Regions from separate parts of the Sus scrofa genome. Here region 2 is linked to region 1. A link is a contact called in public HiChIP or PLAC-seq data. All regions are on one chromosome and are shown on one strand. Each heading gives the region's core, a stretch centred on a gene start, on an enhancer-like site or on the middle of the called end of the contact. The rest is flanking DNA. Distances are from core to core; before and after follow the strand shown.

Region 1 (5,877 bases), core at 1,240-3,739:
AAGAAAGAAATGGCGATGGATGTCAACAGGCCGAAAAATAAAAAATACTCTCTACTGAGATTTTGGGACATAAAGACCTACCTCACTGCATTTAATTGCATAGTCTTCCCTAATTTATTTAGTCATTCCGTAATGATGCACAACTGAAGTAGCCAAGAAAAAAAGAGAACTGCGGCCTATGAGGACAGGACAGGCTAAAAGGAATAATTTTTTTTTTTGGCCACACCCACAAGATGTGGAAGTTCCCAGGCCAGAGATTGAACTTGTACCACAGCAGCAACCTGAGCCATGGCAGTGACAATGCCAGCTCATTAACCCCCTCCCTGTGCCACAAGAGAACTCCAAGATTCTTCAGGTTGCAAATGGCGTGCCCCATTCTCATTTAGTAACCTTACTTTGAAATTTTAAAAAAAAATCTCAATTCTTGCCCAGTGCCCAGGGCACATGCGCAATGCTAAGTAAACATGTATTCGTGAACATTTTGGGGTTGAAGACAACGCCATCTCTCTCTGGACCAGTTGGGCTTTGGCTTTGGCACCGAAAATAAGTGTTCTCCTAGCACCATCTGCTGGCACTGGAAAGCCTTGCCTGAATCCTGACTTCCAAGTCTTTTTTCAGCCAGGAGTATTGTTGCATTGTTAATACCTCTGAAATACCTTTTATCTATAGACAAAGGATATTACAAAATAATGACTTATTTTCATTCCTTTTTTACTGTTTAATGAATTTGTTATACTTTAGTGTCCCTTCTCTATTTGCTTTTTCACAAACTAAGACACATGGTGAGATGCTGAAAGAGTAAGCATGAGGCTTGAGCCACAGTTGGTGACTCTGAAGGCCATGTTGTCCTTTGACATTTATTTATCAGGTTCTGGATTCTGCGCATGGCACTGTCTTTCTGGTTGTCTTAGATGCATAGCACATACCAATGTGATGCCTTGAGTTTAGATGGTTAACCAGCCCCTGCAGGTGCCTGTTGTTGTGAGAGGTGCTGTAGAAGATTCAGAGATGTGATGACTTCCCTGCATTCAGAGAACCCTGTCTAATCAGGGAAACAATAAACCAAACAATACAGGATAAAGTCTGTGGTGATGCCTTTAAGTGCTGACTGTCAAACAGTGACATTGCCTTAGACCTTAACATAAATATACATAGACTGTGCTAGACATTTGGCAATGCCTGGAGACAAGAACTTTGTCACCACTAGGATGGAGATGCTACTGGCATGCAGTGGGTAGAAACCTGGGATGCTGCCAAAATATTCTACAACCAACAGGACAAAGAATTATCTGGCCCCAAAAGCCTATAATGCCGAGAAACATTTAAAATTTTTTTTTTTTTTTTGCTTTTTTTTTAAGGCTGAACCTGCAGCATATGGAGGTTCCCAGGCTAGGCATTGAATCAGAGCTACAGCTGCTGGCCTACGCCACAGCCACAGCCACGCCAGCTCCGAGCCACCTCTTTGACCTATACCACAGCTCATAGCAACACCGGGTCCTTAACCCACTGAGTGAGGCCAGGGATCAAACCCACAACCTCATGGTTTCTAGTCGGATTCTTTCCGCTGTGCCACTACAGGAATTCTTAAAAAATAAACATGCTGAAGGAATTCAGAAAAAGGAGAGACTTCTCAAGATACTTGCTAGTCATGAGTTCTCTTGTGGCTCAGCGGGTTAAGGTCCAGTGTTTCACTGCTGTGGCTCAGGTCACTGCTGTGGCACAGGTTTGATCCCTGACTCAGAAACTTCCACATACTGAGGGGGCCGCCAAAAAACAAAGGAAAGAAAGAGAAAGAAAAGAAAAAGAAAAAGCCCTTCTAGTCAAAATGCACTTGAAGCATCCCCATCACTTTGAATCACGTTTAAAATGCAGAATATTGACTCCCCGCCCCTCCTGAATAAAAACGTGATTTTAACAAGATTTTCATGTGACTCCTATGCACATTAATGCTTGAGACACACTGGTCTGGAGGTTTCCATTAAAGACAACACGTGAGTTTTTATTTCTTTCTGAAGAGCAGGAGAGAAGGAAACCTATTCCAGGTGGTGAGAGCTATTATGAGGGAGTTCTGAAATCGTAAGTTGCAATTTCTCGTTTTCGGTACAGCAGGAATAATAATTAACACAGTGTTAACTGCTTACTGGACTTTGTTCTAAGCGCTTTATGTGGAGCAGCTCATATAACTTTCCCAAGGCTATTAGGCAAGATTCGCTATTACGTCCACTTTTTGGGTAAGGGAAACGAAGGGATAGAGGGACCCACTTGATCAGGGACCCACTGACGAAGCCAGGCCGAGGGAATCAGAGATGCCTTTGCCAGCACCCTAAGTCGTCCACACCTCCACCAACACAGAACCAAAGCTGCAGCCCCAAGCTCTCCGCACCAGGTGAAGGATACCGGATCCCGCCAGTCGCCTTCCGGGAGAAGCGCAGCCTAGCGAGCAGAAACCGGAAAATCGTCACCTCACTCCCTACCGGAAGTCGGTGGGAAGCGTTTCCTCGTTTGTGACCAGGCTTCCGGCGATATGAGAATACAGCTGAAATAAAAAGGGATGGTCTTTGAAGATGACCGGGCTCTAAAAAGCTTCTAAGCGGCGCCCAGGAAGCTTTGAGCCACTTTTGATAGGAATCAGGGTTAGCAAAACTTCAGCAGTTCATTGCTGCTAAGAAGGCGCAGGCTACCCGCTCGCCCTGGGGTGAGCTAGAGTAGACATCTCTATGGTCGAGAGACCATAGAGAGGTTCCTTCCCATGCGTGGGGCAACGCCTGAGCAGTAGCAGCTGCGCTGGAAAAATGGCGGAGGAGGAGTGAGTATCAGGGGCTCTGAGATTCTGGGTGGTGCCCTGAGCATCTGGTGCCATCCTCAGTATTTATTTCTCGGTGGCGGAAAATAAGGATCCTTGTGGACTGAAGAGAGACTTAGAAAAGGCTCCAGATTATCGAAGGAGGAGGGAGGAAGTGTTGGGCTGGGGCGGGCGGATGGGGCCTCTGTCAGGTTCGGATTACCTACCTCAAGGGGTGAGGAATGAGTTTGAGGCTGCGGGCTGGAGGGTGGGTTTCCCCAGCCTGACTTAAGTATTATCTCTGCAGCTGGGTCCGCACCCGCCCCAACCCCACGGGGCGGAATCTCATCGCTGGTGGTATCTGTAAAAGGCTATGACAGTAAAAGCTCCATTGACATACGAGGACCAGTGGCTAAGGGGTTCATGGTTCTTGAAAGCTTTTGAGAACTGGAGTCAGAAACGCCAGGTGGCGGGGTGGGAGCGCGGTCCTTAGGAGGTTTTAGACAGTAATGTTTGCGAAGCCCAAGCTGTCGTTTGGAAACGCATTGCAGATTTGTTTCCTAAATACTATCGCTTTTCTCCATTTTCTCTCTCAGGCAAAGAAAAAAGATCCCTTTGGTTCCAGAAAATCTCTTGAAAAAGAGGAAGGCATATCAGGCCCTCAAAGCCACACAGGCGAAGCAAGCGCTTTTGCAAAAGAAAGAGGTAATAGTGGGGAACCAGGTGGAAGGAATGAGAATTTGTGTTCGGTGAGTTTTATCCAGCACATGTTGAACTAATTTGGTACTGACAGTCGGCTTCCCCCATCAGCTGGATGATACATATTTGCTAAACAAAGCAAGTATGTATCAAATGCTTTCTGCAGGCAAAATACTGGAGTAGAGTTTAAGGAAAAAGCCAGTGGAGAGTGTTCCTTCCGGTTCATACCAAGGGATTCGAGAACATGCTTGTGTACCTAAAAGAAAAAAAATTTTCTTTTTTCTTTTTAGGCCGGCAGGTGTGGCACATAGAGGCTCCCAGGCTAGGGTTCAAATTGGAGCTACAGCTGCCGGCCTACACCACAGCCACAGCAACCCCCGATCCCAGCCACATCTGTGACATATACCACAGCTCACCACATCGGGTCCTTCACCCAATGAGTGAGGCCAGGGATCAAACCTGTGTCCTCATGGATACTAGTCAGATTCATTTCTGCTGAGCCACGACAGGAACTCCCAAAAACTTAAAAATTTTACTTACTTTTTTCAACCACATCCATGGCATATGGAAGTTCCTGGGCCAAGATTCCAGTCTGAGCCACAGCTGTGGCATTGCTGGGTCCTTAACCTGCTGTGCCATATTGGGAACTCTAATTTTTTTTTTTTTAATGTACCAGGTTTTTTGGTTTGCGTTTTTTGTTTGTTTTGTTTTTCTTTTTAGGACCACATATATGGAGTATGGAAGTTTCCAGGCCAGAGGTCTAATCAGAGCTGCAGCTGCTGGCCTACACCACAGCTACAACAATGCAGAATACTTAACCCACTGAGTGAGGCCAGGGATTGACCCCACAGCCTCATGGATACTGATCAGGTTCTTAACCCGCTGAGCCACAACAGGACTCTGAAATAGTTTTTGCTATTTGCCAAATGTTTTGGAGAAATACATATTTGGGAGGCATGAGCTTTATGATGCCTTATGTTCCAATAAACGTTGACTGACAGTGTGTAAACTAATTGGTTTTTTGCTTATTCAACAAGGACTGTCCCCAGTAGTTCTCAGGTTTTCTCAATTTCACCTTTACTTGAGTATGTTGGTGTTGTTTCCCCTCCCCAACACCCACGCCACAGCAGTGACAACACTGGATCCTTAACCCACAAAACCACCAGAGTGGGTTTTTCCATTATATAATAAAGTCCTAGTGTATAGCACTGGGAACTATATCTAGTCACTTATGATGGAGCATGATGGAGGATAATGTGAGAAAAAGAATGTATGTATGTTTGTGACTGGGTCACTGCTGTACAGTAGAAAATTGACGGAACACTGTAAAACCAACTATAATGGAAAAAGTAAAAAATCATTTTAAAAAACGAATGATGCTGGGAAAACTAAAAAAAAGAGAAAAAAAAGGGATGGGAGTTCCTGTATTGACTCAGTGGGTTAAGAACTTGACGTTGGAGTTCCCATTGTGGCGTGGTGGAAACGAAACCCACTAGGAACCATGAGGTTGCAGGTTCGATCCCTGGCCTCATTCAGTGGCTTAAGGATCTGGCATTGCCGTGAGCTGTGGTTAGGTTGCAGATGCGGCTTGGATCCTGTGTGGCTGTGGCACAGGATGGCAGCTGTAGCCCCAATTGGACCTCTAGCCTGGGAACCTCCATATTGCCTCGGAAGCGGCGCTAAAAAGACAAAAAGGAAAAAAAAAAGAACTTGACATTGTCTCCGTGGGGGTGCAGGGTCAAGCCCTGGCCTTACTCAGAGGGTTAAGGATCCAGGGTTGCCACAAGCTGTGGTGTAGGTCGCAGATGCAGCTCAGATCTGGTATTGCCAAGGCTGTGATGACAGCTGGCAGCTGTAGCTCCCATCTGACCCCTAGTCTGTGGCAGGTTCGCTGTTTTTTTAAAAAAAAAAAAAAATAGAGGATGTTTGGTCCCTTTTCCAGAACAGAGGGCAAATAAGCTCTACCGATAGTGACTAATGAATGACTGTTGCAGAAGTAAAGACAATTAGAGACATAAAGTGGTGGTGATAGTCTGTCTTCTCTGTAGCAGAGGAAAGGAAAGGAACTCAAGTTTAAACGACTGGAATGGTTCCTACATGATTCCTGGCGGCAACTACGTGACAGAGTGCGCCTCAGACGACTGGAAGTGAAGCCTCATGGCTTGGAAGTGCCAGATAAACATTCCTTGGCCTTTGTTGTACGCATCGAAAGGTAGGGAACTTGCTGGATCCTGGGAGGCTGAGGCAAACTATTGGTTCAGGCTTTTTGGGGGGTCTTTTTGTTTGTTTTTGTTTTTTGATTTTTATTCTTTCCATTATAGCTGGTGTTTACAGTGTTCTGTCAATTTCCTACTGTACAGCAAAGTGACCCAGTTACATATATATATATATATAAT
Region 2 (5,877 bases), core at 1,188-3,687, 88 kb before region 1:
TAAAATTATTTGCATATAGTCAAACCATTTTAAGAACTTTCCTCTTTAAAAGTTTCCCAATCTTACATTCAGATACCCAAATCCTGTCTGTATAAACCATAACTTAAAAGTTTATGTACAAAGGCATATCATTTATTTAAAAAAAATTTTTTTAATTCATATGGGAAAAAAATTAAGTTGTTTTTGGAGTTCCCTGGTGGCTCAGCAGGTTAAGGGTCTGGCCTTGTCACTGCTGTGGCTCAGGTCACTGCTGTGGTGAGGCTTCAGTCCCTGGCCCTAGAACTTCTGCATGCATGGGCACAGCCAAAATTTTGTTTTTGTTTTATTACTAACTGATTTCAATTTGCTGTTACCTGGTGAATCTGAGATTCTCCTTACTGCTATTCCAGTATCTTGTGACCAGCCCCCTCCCCACATATTTTAAATTAGATTTGAAAACTGGCATTGTCAAAGTAGGTCTTCCCTCGTTAAAGGGTGGTCCCCTCTGCCTGTACTACACCACTGAACTTGGTTTATATTGAAACAGCAAGAACTTCTTGTTCCCATGATCCTTTGGGAGACTTGAAAAGAGGGTAAATTGTGACGTCAACTAGGCCTGGGCTCCCCCAGCAGCTCTTACTAGACTGATGACCTTAGGCAAATTACTGAAACATTGGGAGATTTCATCTGCAAAAAAAATCTGGATAATTAAACATTATTCTATGGGTTAGCATGAAGGTTCATGCAAGGATAGAATATTAGAGTATCTCGAATAATGCCCGGTAGCACCTAGTAGGCCCTCAGTAAATGTCGGTGCTCTTATATTTAGACACTTGTGGAAAAAATTCACAATGCCCTATACTCTTCAGGAGTGTATAAATTCGGCTTTGTTGGGTGATCTTTTAAAGTCAGGTTTGTGGAGTTCCTGTTGTGGAGCAGTGGAAATGAATCCAACTAGTAACCATGAGGTTGCAGGTTCAATCCCTGGCCTCGCTTAGTGGGTTAAGGATCCAGGCGTTGTGAGCTGTGGTGTAGGTCAAAGATGCAGCTTGGACCCTGCATTGCTGTGGTGTTGGCTGGCAGCTGTAGCTCCAACTCAACCCCTAGCCTGGGAACCCCCATATGTGGAGGGTACAGCCCTAAAAAGCAAAAAATAAGGTCAGATTTGTTTTTCTTAAGGGTTTTGGCCTACTTAGGAGAAAAGCTTTCTGAAATCTATTAATATTTCATTGGAGCTGTGGAGCAACAGCTGTAAAACTTGCTTGGTGGGCCCTAATTGTGATGAATAATCCATGGAATCTATTGAAATGTAATTCTTTGAAACGTGTATTATAATTAAAACTCCAGCCAATCCAAAGGCACTTTGAAACATGTTTAAAAATTTCCCAAGCCAATTAGAAAACTGCTTGGTCCAACTGTCAAGTGTAGAGAAATATGCTAATGTATGCAAAGACTACTGTTCCAGGAAGGCCTTGGCTGAATGTGACCGACACTACACACGTTCTGAGCAAACACCTCGATGATACTATGTGATACTAAATCACTGACTGTATTATTAAGGCGTCTAAATACAAAGCACAAGTGGTTAATGACAGAGTGGCAGTAACTGGAACAAGATATGGTTTGTTTTTTTAAAAGATCTTTTATCTTGAATATGACAACATTGTATGCCAACCTTGACATATTTATTTTGTGCAATAAAATAGCACAGTTACAGTATTCTTATAAAAGCAACAAGGGGTGATACCATTATGCTTTTTAATGCTAAGGGGATATTATGTTAGAAACTAAACAATTTCACTTAGGAGTTCCTGTCTTGGCTCAGTGGTTAACGAATCTGACTAGCATCCATGAGAATATGAGAATACAGGTTCGATCCCTGGCCTTGCTCAGTGGGTTAAGGATCCGGCGTTGCCATGAGCTGTGGTGTAGGTCACAGACACCGATCGGTTCCTGCATTGCTATGGCTGTGGCAGAGGCTGGCAGCTATAATTCCGATTGACCCCTAGCCTGGGAACCTCCTTATGCCCCAGCTGCGGTTCTAAAAACAACAACAACAACAACAACAACAAAAAAAAACAGAGAGAGAGAGAACAGTTTCACTTAAATAATTTAAATCTAGGGATAATTTTATTTTAAACCCATCAACTATCTGGGGTAGTCTTTCTGTTTATCAGTAGAACTTCATTGCTATATGTAATACAAACTAAATTTTTTTTTTTTGGATTTTTTTTTTTGGTCTTTTTTTGTCTTTTTAGGGCCACACCCATGGCATATGGAGGTTCCCAGGCCAGGGGTACAATTGGAGCTACAGCTGCTAGCTTATGCCAGAGCCACAGCAACACCAGATCCTAGCTGAGTCTTCGACCTACACCACAGCTCATGGCAACGCCAGATCCTTAACCCACTCACTGAGCGAGGCCAGGGATTGAACCTGCAACCTCGTGGTTCCTAGTCGGATTCGTTTCTGCTGCGCCATGAGGGGAACTCCAGTAGTACAAAATAATTTAAAATTTTAGGATATTTCTAGGGATTACATAAGTATTTTTAAAAATCCGAATCACATTTTTGTACAATTGATCTTTTACCTTGATGGTTACTTAAATTAAAAGACAACAAAACCCCCACCATATTTTTGTGGGCATTTATGGAAAAAAGTAAATGTAATTAACCTAGACCACAAAGGCACCCACCCAAAATCCACATTGTCATAATTCACATTTATTTATATGCTGTGGGTGCTGGATGGTTAAATGGAGACATCTCAACAATTTGAGATTTGAGATTAAAAACGGGTGGTAATTATACTTGACTAAATAGTGTTAAAAGTTTGGGTAGCTTGCTCTTTTTTAAACTTGTTCTATTTCACTGGATTTTTGGGTAGCTCTCTTTTTAAGACTGGGGATCACATCATGAAGATTCCACAAATGTGGGATAAAAGTATCTACATAAAAAGAAAGCAGTTGGAATTGCACGTTTTGAGAGTGACTTAGCTCCTCACCTTCATCTTGGCCACTACAGTTGGTTTTTTGGTTTTTTTTTTCCTACCTTTCAATGTTGACATACAGGTTTACAGATAAGGTTTCACAGCATTCTGGAATGGAAAGAGGGTGTTGCAAAAGAAATCTTAGTAGAATTAAAAGTTAGAATGAAATCAGTTATTTGCCAAATAACTAAAAGTGATGTTTTCGGGTTTTTTATTTAAGCATATGCAAAAAAGTATTTACTGGGACTTGTTCTAATTAGAGTTATAAAGAAATACTGTGTTTTTTGTTTTTAAATTCCCCTCCTGCCTCTCCTCCCCCCAGCTAAAACTGGATTGTGTGTGTGTGTGTGTGTGTGCGCGCAGAGCGCCTGCGGAGAATAGCACGCATCTTGTAGATCTTAAAAAAAAAAAAAAAAAAGCCAAAAAACCCTGTTTCTTGAATAAACCACTACATTTCTTGAAGTTAAAAAGAATCCCAAAGGAAACAGGAATTAACAGCTCTGGAGCTTGGGTTTTCTTAAAAAAAAATTTTTTTTTTAATTAAAAAAATCCTAATCTCCACGTTTTTTGCTAGGCGAGAACCGAAGTTTGGAGGTAGACGAGCAGGCGAGCGGTTTGCCCGGGCGCAGAGCATGAAGGCCGGGCGGGCGCGGGGAGCGGGCGCCCGCCGCCCGGCGCGGGGGTGAGCGAGAGAGAGAGCGGAGCGCGTGTGGCCGGCGCCGCTCGGCCGGGAGCTCCCGCGCCCGCGCCCCGCGCCCCGCGCCCGCCGCCGCCGCCGCCGCCGCCGCCCCTGGTGCGATGGCGCAGAAACCCCGTTGACAAGGCACTGCTTTTTCATGACGGTGAGTTTCCCTTTGAGTGTATTATAATTTTGTGATAAAAATTTCAAGGAGAAAAAAAAAAAACACACACAACCTCCTTCCTCTGCCTCTTTCCTTCGGGGAGGGGAAAAGCGAGGGAGGGGGGGCTGGAGATCTATCTCCAGACAGACAGAAAAGAAAGAGGAGCAAATTAAACACCGAGTTGCCAAAACCAGGATATTAGGTTTCAGCCCAGAGAGCTATTGGCTAAGGCTGTGTTTTTTTTTTGGGGGGGGTGGGTTTGTGGGTGGGTGATGGTGGTGGTGGGTGGATGTTTAATGGACACGGAGAAAAGGGGAATCGAGTGTTTATGTCTTTCCCAGCGATGCCCGGGCCCCGGGAAGACCAAGTTCAGTGTCTCGGGCGGGGCGCGGGCGGGCAGGGGGCGGCGGGGCCGGGCTGGGGGCGCTTCGGCGGGGTGGGGGCCCGGCGCCTTTTTTTTTTTTTTTTTTTTCCTTTTCCGCGGATGCAAATTTCTGGAGCGGGGAGAGGGAGAGCCTGGGAAGGGGGGTGGCGTGGCGGTTGGTGGTGGGGAGGAGAGGGGAGGGAAGCCTTTTAATGACTCATTGATTGAGCCGGTTTAAAATTAGTTGTGTGCGCGAGTGTGAGTGTGTTTTCCGCCCCCCCGGAGCCGCCGGGAGCCGGGAAGGAGGGAGCGGGGCTCGGCGAGGGGAGGACGGCGCGGCGGGGCCGCGAGCAGGGGGCAGGGAGGGCCAGGAGTGACGGCGGGCGAGGAAGAAAAATAAGCTTTTCCAATCTCCTCCCCTCGGTTTTCCCCCCCTCGTTGCTTTTCTCTCTCGGAAGCTCTTGGGTGTGAATCGCATTTTCTTTCTTCTCGGCAAAATGGACCCCGCGTCCCGAGGGGGGAGGGGAGCGGGCGGGAGGGAGCCGGCGGCGGAGACGGGGTTTATTTTTCTTCCTGGCTTCCTCCTTCCCGCCGCTTGTGCGGGCGGCCGCGGCCGGGAGAGCTTGGGGCCGGCCGACCACCCCGGCCCGGTGCCCGGTTCCCTATCCGGCCCGGTTCCCGGAGCGCGCCTGCCGGCGGGACTGGCCTTTCCCCGTTGCCTCGCTGCCTGGGCCCGAAGCACCACCGACGACCCGCGGCCGGGCCCGAACAAGCCCTCGCGCCGCGCGGAGGACCCGGGGCCCGGCCAGGCGCCTGCTGCGGGGCCCGCGGGGCGGGTCCGAAGAGACGGGAGCTCGGTGGCACTCTTGGCCGAGATTGCGCGGGCCCGACGCGGTTCGCGTCCCCCGCATCGGCCGGGACGCGGGCTCTTGCGGGGGTGGGGTGGGGTGGGGGCGGTTGGAAGGCGCTAAGATGGCGCTGGGCCTGGCCCGTCGCCAGGGCTGGTGGCGCAGTTGCTCCGCGGGCGCCATCTTTCCTGGCGGCGCGGGCGGCGCCCTTCGTGGATGCTTCTCGGCCCCAGCGCTTGGAGGTCCGGGGTGTGGGGGCTCCGCTCCCGGGCCGAATGCCGTACTTGGGCCGGGGGCCGCGTAGCATGGTCCTTCCCGGTGTCCCCAGACCCAAAAGACAAGGCCGCCGGCTCAGAGCGAGAAGGGACTGGGGGCGCCGGCGTCTTGCTGCTTTTACCATTTGCTTTTGAGCGAGGACGTGGGCTGAGGATCGGGCGTTGAAGCCGAGGGGTTCCCTCCCTGAACTTGCTTCCCCCCTCGTCAAAATTGGAGGTGAAGGCTCCTGTCGCCTTCCTAAGGCTGCAGCCTGGACCCTTTGTCTTCCCTGGGCCTGGCTAGGGCAGGGCATGGAGGCTTTTCCTTCATTCTCTTCCAGCTCATTTCGAGAGTAGAGTCAGACAGACCAGGTTATACAATTGCAAAAAAAATTTTTTTAAAGTCTAGGACGGTGTCTGTCTCCCTTTCGGGAATGTGGTTCTGTATAGATCCCTTATGTTAGTTTTAGTTTTTAGTTGGTTGTGTTTTCAAGCAACCCTGGAGAGACATTTCTGTAGTCACATTGTGGGAAGGTGAAGGTTCCAGTGATTAGAAACTTCTTGTTGGCTTTCGTATTACCTATTCCAAATGGTAGTCAATTAA

The links. HiChIP or PLAC-seq counts read pairs in DNA pulled down with a chosen protein or histone mark.
Region 2: a contact with region 1 is called in an H3K27ac HiChIP or PLAC-seq map of alveolar macrophages. The contact joins the promoter of BICRAL here to the promoter of RPL7L1 in region 1. A contact is called at or near these places in 2 of 5 promoter capture datasets (fetal liver and liver), 11 of 47 Hi-C or Micro-C datasets (embryonic fibroblasts, fibroblasts, heart right ventricle and 4 more) and 2 of 2 datasets of contacts at active chromatin or transcription factors (alveolar macrophages and skeletal muscle).

What each region holds. Positions count from the first base shown.
Region 1 is chr7:37,938,060-37,943,936 of Sscrofa11.1, forward strand. It overlaps RPL7L1 (ribosomal protein L7 like 1), which reads left to right and starts at 2,490. Exons shown (of 7, transcript NM_001123192.1): 1 at 2,490-2,806; 2 at 3,379-3,487; 3 at 5,530-5,693. The coding sequence starts at 2,793.
Region 2 is chr7:37,849,716-37,855,592 of Sscrofa11.1, forward strand. BICRAL (GLTSCR1-like protein) reads left to right here and starts at 2,438. Exons shown (of 13, transcript XM_021098729.1): 1 at 2,438-3,807.